2 separate regions of the Rattus norvegicus genome follow, and region 2 is linked to region 1. Evidence: chromatin contacts called from public Hi-C data. All regions are on one chromosome and are shown on one strand. Each heading gives the region's core, a stretch centred on a gene start, on an enhancer-like site or on the middle of the called end of the contact. The rest is flanking DNA. Distances are from core to core; before and after follow the strand shown. Region 1 has its middle 26 kb from the start of Rap1a. Region 2 overlaps Tmigd3 (transmembrane and immunoglobulin domain containing 3).

Region 1 (6,827 bases), core at 2,100-4,599:
GAGGTCAGAGGTTAACCCTGGGTGTCTTTCCTTTATTTTTTGAGAAAAGACCTTTCACTTAGCCTGAAGCTCATTTATTAAGCTATGCTTGCTCACAAATGAACTTTGGGGTGTTGCCTGTCCATACCAGACCATGCTGGGCTGACAGGCTCCACACCCGAACACCAGCTTTTTGCATGTATTCTGAAGTTCCAAACTCAGGTCCTTGTGCTTGAGAGGTAGACGCATTACCAACTGAGCTGACTTGCTGGCCTCGCTTTATTCTTTGGCGAGATCCTTTGCTTTCAGCTTTTGGTGCTGCCTGGCCTGTTTACGGGCTTTCTTTTTTATTTATGGGCTTCCTTTGGTGACATCCTATCAAACAAACTAATTCTGCATATCACCTATACCTTCAGGTCATTGTGTCCAACCAAAAACTCTTTCTACATCAACGATAACAAGTATCAGGTTAAACAGATCATCTTTGCCCGTCACCCTGCTACTCTTTGTGCAAGGTTCTCAGCATCACTGTCCACACAAGCAGTAAGTTGGAAATGCATCCATTCCCTTGGATTCACCGCCCTCTCCCTGACAAATCTGATCGAATGAACACTCAGGTGTCAGACTCTGTGACCTATGATCTCTGGATCCATTCTCATTGCTCTAGAAATCACCTGGCCACTGGCAGAGTGTGTCAGGTGGGGTAGGGAAGAAGCAATTAGAAGAGCGCTTTGAGGCAAGTGACAGTGGATAAAGTCCTCAGTTAAGGAGCAGCAATGAGAAAAGCTAAGGATGTTTCTTCTATAAGTACAATGATAATATCCAATGTGAATTTAATTTCAGAAAATGTTTCTCTCCATACATTGAAATGACCAATATTTTTCCTTCTTCAAGGAAATTGTGAATTTGAGATAATTGTGTTGTGAGATAAGTTTGAAACAAATGTTAATTCTGATTCATTGCTAGATTTTATTTTCCCTAGTTTTATTTAGGACTTTAGCATCTGCATTAAATGAGAGATGGGTCTATAACTTTTCTTCTTTTTCCTTTGGTACCAAGAGTCTACCAGTATCATACGAAAAATTGTGGTCATTCTCTCTGCTTCTTTATGTGATGGAGTAAATTTATAAAACTGTGGGGAACTTTTTCCTAGGCATTCGGCTGCATTTAATTACAGATTTCTTAGGCCCTTGAATGCTTTGTTTTTATTTATTTTGTTTTGTAGTTAGATCTTAAGTTACCAGTACAACTGCTTAAAAATAGCCGTAGTTCTTAAATTAGATTTTCTATTTCTTCTTGAGTCCATTTTGGTAAGTTTCATTTTTCTAAGGAACTGGGTATTTCATGTAATTTACCTGTGTGAAGTTTATAACCTTCTTATTTTATAAATTCTATTATATATACGTGTGTGTATAATGCTTTTCCTTTTTAATTCATCTCAATTTTATTAGTCTTTTATGTGCCAACCTTTGTTTGCTTGACAGCTTCTATTATAACGTATTTTGATTTTATTTGAATTTGGACTTCTCTTGTTACTGCCTCCCTCTGCCTTCCTCTGTGCTCGCTGTTATCCCTTTATCTTGGGCTCAATACTTACCTCTTCAATCTCTGATTTTCTTTTATTTTCTAAAGAATCTTCTTCAGTAGAACCTGGAAACATATTTTTATTTGTTATTTGCCACTGTACACATTTTCTAATTTTAGTTATGATTTGTTTCTTCATTTGTCAATTATGATGATACCTGAAGCTACTTAGCATTGTGCTTTGTTGACAGAGACAGGTAGATCTCTGTGAGTTCAAGGCCAGTCTGGCTTATCCCTGGAAGGGATTCCAGGCCAGCCAAGGCTACAAAATGAGGCCCAGTGTAAAAATAAAATAAAACAAAATAAATCCAGGTATTTTGGTTTTGTGCTGAAGTTCTTTTGTTCCCCCTGAGTTTTGAACCTAGAGCTTTGTGATCTAAACACGCCCTCTACCACTGCGCTCTATTTCTAGCCCATGATTTACTCCTAAGGTTATTTGAAAGTGATCTTTTTTAATTTTTAAAGGCATGGTGTTATTATTTTTATCAATTAAAAGGATATGATCTGCCTGGTACTAATGTCTTGTTGCCTGGACTGTAAAGGCATGAGCCATCAAAAGCCTAGATCTTCCTTCTGGTCCACCAAATTCTTGGCTTCATTTGCACCCTGCTTTGTGTTTCACTTTCCAGTAAAGCGGTTCCTTTTAGCAGCTTTATGTACTCTCTACATCGTGAACATCCCAGCCTCATAAGAAGGAAGCAAGAGCCCCAAGTCAATAACCTCAAAATTCAGCATAAGCTGCCTCCAATAGCTCCTTCCTCTCGGAATTCAAGAGTTCAGCTGAATTCTGGAATCACTTCTCAGAAGCAGCCTCTAGCCCCATGCCCCAGCTTTGGACCTGACCAGAGCTCTAGCATTAGTATTTGGGAGAATATTTGTCTGATAGAAGAATGCATAATTAGAAAGGAATTGATATCCCCAGTGGGTTCGCATTCATTTTGCAAGCCTTAAACTGCCATCAGATGACAAATATCACAAATAATAATTCAATATTTGTTCCAAAGAGACTGGAGCTAGAACAAGGCAGGTTTGCAGCAGAAGCACCATGAATGGTCCATTCCTAAGGAGAGTGATTTTTACTATATATTCTGAAGCCTTTCAAATGTATACTCCAAATCCTTCTGGAGGACCTGACCTGTCGTTTCTAGGTTTTGTTTGCTTTGTGGTTGCTAGGAATTGGACCTAAGGCAAACTAGACAAGCACTCTACTATTGAGCTGTAAACTCCGGTCCCTACTGTTCAGGATGGAATCAGTATCTGCCTGTTCCAAACAGCAGCCACTCCATACCAGCGCCAGTCTACAGAACGCGTCTAGATGGATGAGCTAAAGGAACATACACATTTTGGAAGCAGGGGTCAGAGAGTAGGGCGAATGGTCAGATTGTGTGCTGTTAGGCAGTGCTTAACTGTCCTGTAATTGTGCCTTCCACCCTGTTCTTGGCCAAGTCAACACAGCTTGGGTGTGGTTACTTAAAAATATTCCCAAGGAGCAATGACGCTTCCCCTGGATTCCTGAACACATCATTTCTGTTGTTGAGAACTTGGGGCTGCGTGTCCAGGCCTCTCAATGAAGTTTTAATCAAAGCCCTGCTTCCTTTCCATTGTTGCTTTTGGAGTGGCCTTGCTCGGAGTGCTGGCATTGACAACAGCACCTCCGTTGACCTTTTCCACAGCAGTCCTTGAATTTCTGCCCCACCCCCTCCCATCTGCTGGCCCTACTTCCTCTCCTCTCTATTTTGGCACCATTGGGAGTGGCTCTTCTCAGTAAAGTGGCTGAAGAGTAATGAACCCAAAATACCTAAGTGGCAAATGAGTCACCGTGCTTCCACAGCTGGCTGTGTGGTGGGTAAATAGCAGAGAGGAGGTGACTGCAGGCAGGGGTGGGGGCGGTAGGGGTGACTGACAGCAGGCTGAGGGGGTGGAGGGGGCAAAGAACTGGGTTGGCCTGCATAGGTGAGATCAGCGCTGTGGCCTATCACACCCTGACTGACTCAAGCTAAGCCCAGGCCCCTTGGGAACTGCTAATACTGGGCTGTCTAGTAAATCTCAGCTGGACAAGGCATTCACTGATAACCTTCTTCTGCGTCCAACTTCTGAGTCTTGGAGTTTGGAATTCTCTAAGTTGCTACAAGGCTGCTAAGCCAAAATGGTATTTCTCCAGGCCAGCCCATTCTTAGATTTATGGTATCTTAGTATCAAGAATTGGGACCAAATTTAATTTCTTTTGCATTGTTTTGTTTGCTGAGCTTTTAAAAATGACTATCTTCCCCTCTCTCCCTCTCTCTCTCCCTCCTCTCCCTCCACGCCTGTGTGTGTGTGTGTGTGTGTGTGTGTGTGTGTGTGTGTGTCACATATGTGAAGGTCAGAGGAGAACTTCTGTAAGGTGAGCCTCTCCTTCTACCCTGTGGGTTCTGGGGACTAAAGTCAGGTAGAGAAGATAAGCAGGAAATGCCTTTACCTGCTGAGCCATCCCACAAGCCCTCGAGCCCTCGCTGAGCTTTCTAGAATGTAGCTTTTGCCTAAACCTTTAACTTGAAGTTAACGGTGCAGTTGAGATGCTACTGAGACATCTGCTGAGTGCTGCCTCATCAGGATCAGCTTCGCCTCTGAGAACCGCGTGCCTGTCCTGGTGACTCAGGAGATGATTCCTGTTTCTTGTGTTTCTAAACAGAAAAAGAGTGGAGTGGGGTAAGCCCTGAGTTCTTGTCTAATGGTCTGGTTTCGTGGAGACCAGCATACAGGGTCACTCTGCTTCTATAAGAGCTAAGACATCACAACAAGAGAAAAGGAAGGAGGGAGGGAGGGAGGGAGGGAGCAAAAAAGTACCTGTGCACGGAACTAGGGCTAAGAAGCATACGGGACTCTTATTGTGATATGACTACAAGAAGAATTTTGAAAACAAAAAGAAACTTTAGAATGTCCTCTGAGAAAGGTGATATTAGATCATGGGGAAGACAGGATCTGATCACCAGCTGTCTGCCTTCTCCTTTAGCGCAAAACCAGGAACTTCAGGGGCTAACTTTAAAACAGAGACAAAGTTAGGTGATTCAGTGCTGTTCTGCTTGACTTGCCCCTGCAGTGGGGGCTGGTGTCAGTCTAATGCTTATCTCCTGTCCCTCTCCCACCCCTATCCCGCATAAGTGGAAAACCAGATGCCACGACTTGGAAGGAGAAACCTTAATCTCACCTGAGAGTGGGAAGACATAAGGCCACATGATTTAACAACTAAAATGAAAGCAACTCCTCGAGATACACAAACAAACAAACAAACAAACAAACAAACAAACAAACAAACATAAAAGCAGACCCCAGATTTGATTGAGGCATAATTTCTGGTTCCTGTTTAGTTTCTGAAAACTGCTTCCTTTTGCACACCAACTAGAGACCAGTTGAAAATTCTCCTGGGAAATGAATGGTTCATTTGAATCATCTTGGGAAAGTCTATTTTTCCCATTGGAGATCTTCATTTAAAAATGCTTTTCCAAACTAAACAATTCACACTTGCAATGAAACTACAACAGGACCCTGCAATAGGACCCTTCCCAAAATTAACTATACTTTCAAGCCTCATGCATGACTTTTTTTTTCTTTTTTGAGACCAGGTTTTGCTACATATCCCGGGGTGTCTTGAAACTTGCTACCTCTGGTCTTGACCTCAATAATCCACCTGCCTCTGCTGAGACTAAAGACACTTGCCATCACACCTGGCCACACACTAACATTTTATGGATATTTCCTTCTGGTCTTTCCATGGGCACAGACTTAGTCATTTGACACAGTTAAACTCATTTCTAAATGCATGAAATTATATACCATTTTTCACTGTTATATTGAAAACATATTCAATCATGATTGTTTTATTATTTTTATTTACTATTGTTGTGTGTGGAGGTTATAGAACAACTTTGTGGAATCGGTTCTCTCCTGCTACCTTTAGCAGGTACTGGATTTGTGTGTCAACTTGACACCAGCTGGAGTTTTCACAGAGAAAGGAGCCTCAGTTGAGGAAATGCCTCCATGAGACCCAGTTGTAAGGCGTTTTCTCAATTAGTGATCAAGAGGGGAGGGCCCATTGTGGGTGGTACCATCCCTGGACTGGTGGTCTTGGGTTCTATAAGAAAGCAGGCTGAGCAAGCCAGGGGAAGCAAAGCAGTAAGAAACATCCCTCTGTGACCTCTGCATCAGCTCCTGCTTCCTGACCTGCTTGGGTTCCAGTCCTGACTTCCTTTGATGATGAACAATGTGGATGTGTAAGCTGAATAAACCCTTTCCTCTCCGATTTGCTTCTTGGTCATGATGTTTGTGCAGGAACAGAAACCCTGACTAAGACACATGGGTTCTGAGAATCAAACCTCACAGCACCAGGCTTATGTGACACCATCTTTACTGAGCCTCTTTGCTGACCTCACAACTGTGATTACCAATGGTTATCTAATAATCAACATTTAACTTAATCAGCTTTTGTGTTTTAGACACTAAATTTGTTTCCAGATTTTTTTTTAGGTATGTTATTTCATTGATGTTCAAACTTTGGAGACCTAAAAAAAAAAAATTCTCACATCAGCTTCACATTTCAACTGTTTGGTAAATCCCATTAACATTTGTTTCAATAACCCCAAAGTTGCAGATGACTCTTCAGGATAGACTCATGGGGGGAATCTAGCGACTCATGAGAACATAGCAGTTGCCTACCACAACAGCCCCAGTCATCCAGCTTGTGTTTGTGACCACAAATCTTATCTCTAGTGCAACATTCGCACTCTGTGAAAAGCACAGTACGGCAGAGGTAAAAGGCCACAGAAGACAGAGCTGAGGATGGCATCTTCTAAGTTTAAAGGGCCAGATCATCACTTGTTCTGATTTGGGTTTCCTGGTTGAGACACTGGCAGGTGAGTTCAGGATTTTGAATTCTAGGTAAAGTAGACTGAAGTATGTGGGATTTGGCACCGTAAGGATTGAGCAGAGTCAATGGATATAGCTTTTCATTGCCGTTTAACTCCTGGTTACATGGCTGTCATAAATCATTCCGTGCAAATGTTTTCTTTCAAAGATGGAGCCCTGAGCCATACAGAGCACAAGTCCGGAGTGTGTGCTTGTTAATTTTCTCATTCTCAAGGGCCTGATCAAAGAAAGGAAGGGTATATTTGGCGACAGGAGCCTGAGACAGAGGGCATTTTTTTTCTTTTATTGGATATTTTCTTTATTAACATTTCAAATGTTATCCCCTTTTCAGATTTTCCCTCCAGAAATCCCCATTCCCCCAT
Region 2 (6,486 bases), core at 2,450-4,949, 66 kb before region 1:
GCAAGCAGCATGAACCTCCTAACAAAAAAGTTGTGCTCTTTGCTCCACAAAGCAGGAACAATTACTCTTACCAAACAGAGGAGGAATCGGCTTAAGTCTGTTCTGGTAAAGAGCACGTTCTGCACTGGGAACCAGCCCAATCTGGTCTCCTGACTTAAGGACAGGGCTCTGCTACCATAAGATGTCTGCTGAAAGGAGGTCTCACTAGGTTGTGCATTGTTGGTCCTTCCCCTGTTACCCTCCAATCCCTAACCCATCCTCCTGTGGGGCACAGGACCCTCTGATTACTGTCCTGACCTTTTCAAGAGAGCATCCTTTCAAAGCCCATGACTTATGCAAACTTCTGTGAGCTTCTTCATATCCCAGCCCCCTCAATCCTGCCTCAGGCCTTCAATTACCCATCGTGGTATTTTTCACTCAAGTCTCTGAGGCTCATCCTCTGATTCCACACAGGTCAACTGTGGCTCCTGATGTCACTTTCAGTGACCTTTATGTAAACACCAACTAGACGGTGCTGGAACGAACCTGGGATAGAGCACCGCCAGTCGTAGATGATTATAGTGGGGTTGTGCCTTGGTCTGCTTCTTCTTAACCCACTCTACCCTTAAATGAGTTGGGTACATTCTCCGATATAGCAAGAAACCAGGAACCTCTACTACTTTGATGACATGTCTTCCCCACTTACTCCCTCTATCACGCGTGTGTGAACCCTGCCATGGGTCAGGCTCCGTCCTTGGTGTTTTATACCTGTCACTTACAATCACGTGCCAAACTTAGTCGAAAGTGCAGCTTACTCATTTCACAGACGAGGAAACCAAGGCCTTGTGAGAGGTGACTTTCCACCAGCAAGTGGTGGAACCAGGAACTGAACCCGCATTAGTTACTTCAGAACTACTGCATTAGTTCAGAATAGGCCAAATCAATTATACCAAACCTAAACTACCATTGGGCAGAAACTCTTCAGTATCCGAATGGGTGTGGGTGATCCATGGGTTGGGCCAGCTACTGAAACCAGGGTATTTTTTTTTTTGTCAGTTTTCTGGCTTCTGGCTTCTCCCATTAGGCTGCAGGGTAGTGGAGGGCAGCCAGCCGATCCTCCCTCAACCCTCTCCACCCCACACCCCTGCAGCTAGTCCATGGTCAGACAGCATAGGAAACAGCATCACTTACTGCAGTAGGGTTCTCCCCAACAACTTTGTTTCCCTTCGCTTTTCATTAAAGCTATTCTCATACAGACTCTCTCAGCATCTCCTCATGATTCAAGATGCTATATTGTTATTGCTTATACAGAAGTTTAAGAGGTCAATTTCCCTGAGGAGTCTACTTCTGGGAAGGATATTGCTTTTCTAAATACCTCTCCTGCTCTGTTCATCAGCTCAGTAGTATAAGTTGCTTCTGCAGGGGGCAGCCAAGAGACTCAGAGTGGGTCAGCCCAAGCCAGGCTTGTCTCGGCAACCATGGTTCACTTAAAAAAAGACTTTCTAGAAAAGCTACATGCACCATCTCAACTTCAGGCTCCTAATGTCCTTGTAAACTTATTTATTTTTTTTAAGTATGAGCGGCCAGAAGTCATCATCAGAACACTTGCAGCTGGAGTTACAAGGCATTCAGAACCACCTGGTGTGAGGGCTGGTGACTGAACTCGGGTCCTCTGAAAGAGCGGTGTCTTAAGGTTTCGATTGCGGGGGAAGAGACACCATGACCACGGCAACTCTTATAAGGAAAACATTTAATTGGGCTGGTTTACAGTTCAGTGGTTTTATCCATCATGGTGGGAAGCATGGCAGTATGCAGGCAGACATGGTGCTGGAATAGTAGCTGAAAGTTCTACATCTGGATCAGCAGGCAGCAGGAAGAGACCGTGAGTCACCGGGCCTGGCTTGAGCTTCTGAGACCTCAACTCCCCCCCCCCCCCATCCCCAATGACACATTTCCTCCAACAAAGCCACACCCACTCCAACAATGCCACACTTCCTAATAGTGCCACTCCCCTGTGAGCCTAAGGGGGCCATTTTTATTCAAACCATCCCAAGTGGCAATTGCTTTTAACCACTGAGTCAAACCTCCAGCCCTGGCTCTGGTATCTTAATTGTTATGCTCTGTTCTTTTTCTGTTCTTTTTTTTTTTTTTTTTTACGAGCACATGCTTTTGGGAAGAATGCAAGTCACAAATAAAGAGTACATAGAACGGGGTTGGGGATTTAGCTCAGTGGTAGAGCGCTTGCCTAGCAAGTGCAAGGCCCTGGGTTCGGTCCCCAGCTCCAGAAAAAAAAAAAAAAAAAAAAAAGAGTACATAGAACGGACATTGTTGTTGTTATTTCCTATGCACCATAGGAATCTGTGTAATTGTAAAAATAAAATATCCAGCCAGATACAGTACACATGCCTGTAATCCCAGAAGTTGGGAGGCTGGGACAGCTTGATCTCTGTGAATTCAAAGCCAGAGTGGACTGCCAAGGTTACAAAGTGAATCAAAACGTCACAAAGCTCTGTCATTTTAAGTGAGTGTCTTGGAGAGGACTCAATACAGAACTTGGGGTACTGATGCCCAGAAGTATCCGGGATGTTGCCATGGCCCTCACTGGCAGAACTCACTCGTTATTGTATGTACAGCCCTGTTCTCATTTTCCTGATTCTTCTGTAAGACCAGAACTGCTCTTGGCAGTTAGTGGCTTCACCTGGCCTGTTGCTAATCACTTTCCTTGTCACAAATCAATGTTCACCGTGAGATTTTAGGGCACACGTGTATTAGAAGCAGAACTGAACATGAGAGGAGGCTGGTGCCCAAAGTGGTTGGTTCAAGCTCAAAACTGGAATGTAATCAGGTTTCCTGGCATTGAGCTTCTTTCTCATTCTGGTGCCCACCTCACTGAACCCTCAGGTGGACACCCTAGGACCACCCACTCAAACAGTGACTCACGCATGTGTGCTTTGTGGCCAGTCTCCCTGTCCCGTCCATCCAGGCTTATGTACCCACCAGTCGCATCACCTCCTATTGGCAGCACCTTCAAGCCTGTGCCAGAATCCTCAGACTCAGTGCCTGCCGAGAGCCAGTCCCACTCCACTGCACAGTCCAGTCCGTGTGCACGCTTTGCTTTCTGCCTCCGGGTGTCAGGCCTGTCCCACTGTATTTATGCCCTGAGGCCCAGCCCGAGAAGAAATCAATATGGGCTGGCTGCCAGCGTGTGACTCAGAAGTTCAACGTGCCACGTCCTTCTCATTTTGTGAGCCCTGTTTCTAAGTGGATAACACTGGCCACATTGCCCAATCTTCCATGTCTTAAATTCCTCTTTGGGGAAGGAGGGAGATTATTCTCTGGGGCCTGAGTGAAGGGAAAAGGACCAAACGGCTGGAGCAGGGTCTGGCCCACTCTGGTAGTTACTAGAGTCCTGCACCCATGCTCAATGTGAACCTCATTGGCACCCAGCCAGCGTGAGGTGCTTGGCGGATGCCTAACCAACAGAAAGTATTTCCATACCTACGGACCCTCTGTGAACCGTGGGCTGTAGGCTTGCTGAGGACCGGAAGGCGGGAACTGTCTCGATTTGGCTTTCCTTGGTACCTATCTCTCATCTTTTGTTGAAGAAGCTTTTTGCTCCAAATCCTCTGTTGATTTTCCTAGCTTCAGAAACTGGACCCGAAGGCGATGGCAGGAAGGCGGTGACGCCTTCTCCTATCTTTTCTACTTGCCAGGAAGTGAGTAACTTGACAGCATGAAGAAGCTTGCGCCAGAGTTCAGCAAAATGACATCCCCCCCCCCCCCAACACACACACCCTTTGTGAGCCATGGAGAAGGCCAACCGTGGGGGAGGGGTGGGGGCTCTGACTGCAGGCAGTTCCTAGACAGGCAGGATGGAGGCCCCGCAGCTGCTGAGGCCTCTCGGTTGACGCAGGTGAAGCCTGGCTATCGCAAGAGCCAGCTCTATTCAGAACCACAGTCACAGTTTCTGTGTCTCACCTGTCACTCACTCTGGAGGGCCTGGCAGAGCGCTTGGCACTCTTCAGTGCTATAAAAAGGCCACCTTCTGGGCAGGGTGTGAAGGTTGATTATTATTATGGTCACCTCCTGCCAAAACAGCTACTTGACAAAAGTGAACCGCACAGCACACAACTTGAGATTTATTGCGCATTTATTGTGTTTGCTCTTGATCCCGAATACCAAACACCCTCTAACCTTTCATTAACGCTGGACTAGATCCTGATGGTGAAGGGGGCAAGGAACCAGAATGTTTTGTCCTCAGAGCCAGACTCTCTAGTCACTCCCGGGCCTTTAGGAGAATGCCTCTTTCTGACCTGGGCCCTCCAAGATGATTCAACTGACCCGTGCTGGGCCCTCCCAGAGGGAAGCCAGATAGATGCTGTTTCAGTGACCATGGTTGCAGCAGAGGCCAGCAGAAGTCTAGGTCACTGCAGATGGTCCCGTCACTGGTCCTTTCCACCCCCTACCCCATCTCTGTCTACCCATGACTGGGGCCTTTTGTGTCATCCTGAGGTTGGCACTCTCTCACTTCCTGACAAGAATGCTGGCTGTTGTTTCTGAGCAAATGGAACAAATGACTGACGAGAACCCCAAGCAATCTGCAAACTGGAAACATCTGCAGGGATGCAAGAGCAGCTGCTGGCTGGGTGGGGCTACAAGGAACTGCCGGAAGGCTGGCCTAAGGGGAGGTTGCTCCAGAAACCTACAGTCAAGCAGGGGACATGTCCTAGGAGAGGGAAAGTCAGTTTTCTTTAAGGGCACGGCCCCTGGAAGGTCAACCACACTACAGTGGGTGGATCCACACTCTAATATATGGACACTGAGGAGTAGACTCAATGGGTTATAAAAATACTTTTCTAAAGGGTATGAAATTAGGAGGGGTTGGGGGATGGGAGTACACTTGGGAGAAGTTAGGGGGAGGAGTAGGACATGAATATGATCAAATGCATTGTGTGTAAGGGTGTGTGTTTGTGAGTGTGTGTGTTTGTGAGCGTGTGTGTGAGTGTATGTGACTGTGAGTGTGTGACTATGTGTAAGTGTATGTGTGTGTATGTGTGTGTGACCCTCAAAGAATTAATAAACATTTTTAAAGGGCTACCTCACAATCCTCCTCGCCTTCCACTTACAGAAGATAAACTCTGCCATTCCCTAACCAAATCAAAGACGCCATGCTGTCGCTCTCCTAAATACCATTTAGATGTCAGATGTGGCAAAGCTGAAGTGGCTCTCATTTCACAGATGACAGGAAAGACCCAAAGAGGAAGCAGGTGCGGTGACTGCCCCACCCACGGCAAGTCAGTGAGGGTGCAGGTAGGAGGGACTCATGGTCATGCACACACAGCACCACGTCCCCTTCCTTAAAGGTTAAGTAGCTTGCCCAAGGCTTGGCTAGCAGCTGCCAGAGTCAGGTGACCCTAGGCATTCACATCTCTGACCACTGTGCCTGTCTGCCTGGAGCAGATCAATTAATCCAACTGCAACATTGAGAGTCGGATTTTCTTTAGTTCTACAGTAGCTGAAGTTGAGCGTCAGAAGCTTGAGCTCAACAGAAAGTTAGTGCAAAGCCAGCTCTTTGTCTGCAGGGGAGGAATCTCAAAAACCGAATATCTCTTGACACGGACTCTGAATTAGAAAGAATTTTCTAAGCGTCCCATGTGGGTTACTGTGGAAAGACACAGACTAGCTTATTCTGCCTGATTTCACAGGGGCTACTCAACCAAGACTCCTACCCACTAAGACCTGAGCTGTGTTCTCTTGGGCCTTGGCAAGATAGTGCTAATTTCTAAAGTATTCCCTCCCAGGCCTCAGCCTGCATGTATGATGAGCCAGAAAGAAATCTTTGAAATCAGAAGAGGGTGTGGCTCTGTGATGTGATAGGAGCTGGGGGACCATATCCATCTCCAGAGAAGACTAAGGAGGAGGCCCTTCCAGGACATGACCAGCCATTGAACAAGAAGCCACAGACCCGCATTATTGGGCACCAGCTGCACTTCAGGGTCTCTACTGTATACTGAAGTCTAGAGGAAGTAAAAGGGATCAGCAGGAACTCTGAGGAGGCCATCCCCCATCCCCAAGAGCCACAGTGATCTCCACTCACCTCCTTTGTTATGGAGAGTGAAGAGGCTGAGACAGGTTGCTGACTCGTGAGCCACACAGTCTGAGGGTGCTGGGGGTGCACCTGGCCAGACACACTCCCCAGGAACCCAGTCAGATGAGAGGACAGGACGGGTGCCCTCGGAGACTCAGAGGGCAGCCCAGCCTGGTTTCAGAAAGGGGAGTTCCTCAGAAGACAGACCAGTTGAAGACACGGTGGCATCCCTATATTTATCTGGACACTGTGGATAGAATCAGAGGATTCCAAAGTGGATGCTACGGGCTACGTCCACACACTGAGATTAAGATTTAGGCCTGAAGCTGGGACTCCTCTGCACTGTCGGCTCAGGAGCTGGGTCGGGGGTTTGTGTTCAGCCTGACAGAGTCAGCACCTTTGGGCTCCCCACTCAGCCT

What was found. A called contact is a pair of places that touch in the nucleus more often than the background predicts.
Region 2: a Hi-C map of psoas muscle shows a contact between it and region 1, with 2.3 times the contacts expected there. The contact joins two enhancer-like sites.

Annotation. Positions count from the first base shown.
Region 1 is chr2:195,997,168-196,003,994 of GRCr8, reverse strand. No RefSeq gene overlaps it. Among named protein-coding and RNA genes, the nearest start is that of Rap1a, 26 kb to the right of the region's middle. Within about 2 kb of position 3,349, at least 27 of the 93 cell types and tissues checked have an H3K27ac peak or open chromatin away from gene starts, as enhancers often do.
Region 2 is chr2:196,064,039-196,070,524 of GRCr8, reverse strand. The region is part of intron 1 of Tmigd3 (transmembrane and immunoglobulin domain containing 3); the gene reads right to left. It also overlaps the pseudogene Sub1-ps4. Among named protein-coding and RNA genes, the nearest start is that of Adora3, 9.8 kb to the left of the region's middle. Within about 2 kb of position 3,699, at least 63 of the 93 cell types and tissues checked have an H3K27ac peak or open chromatin away from gene starts, as enhancers often do.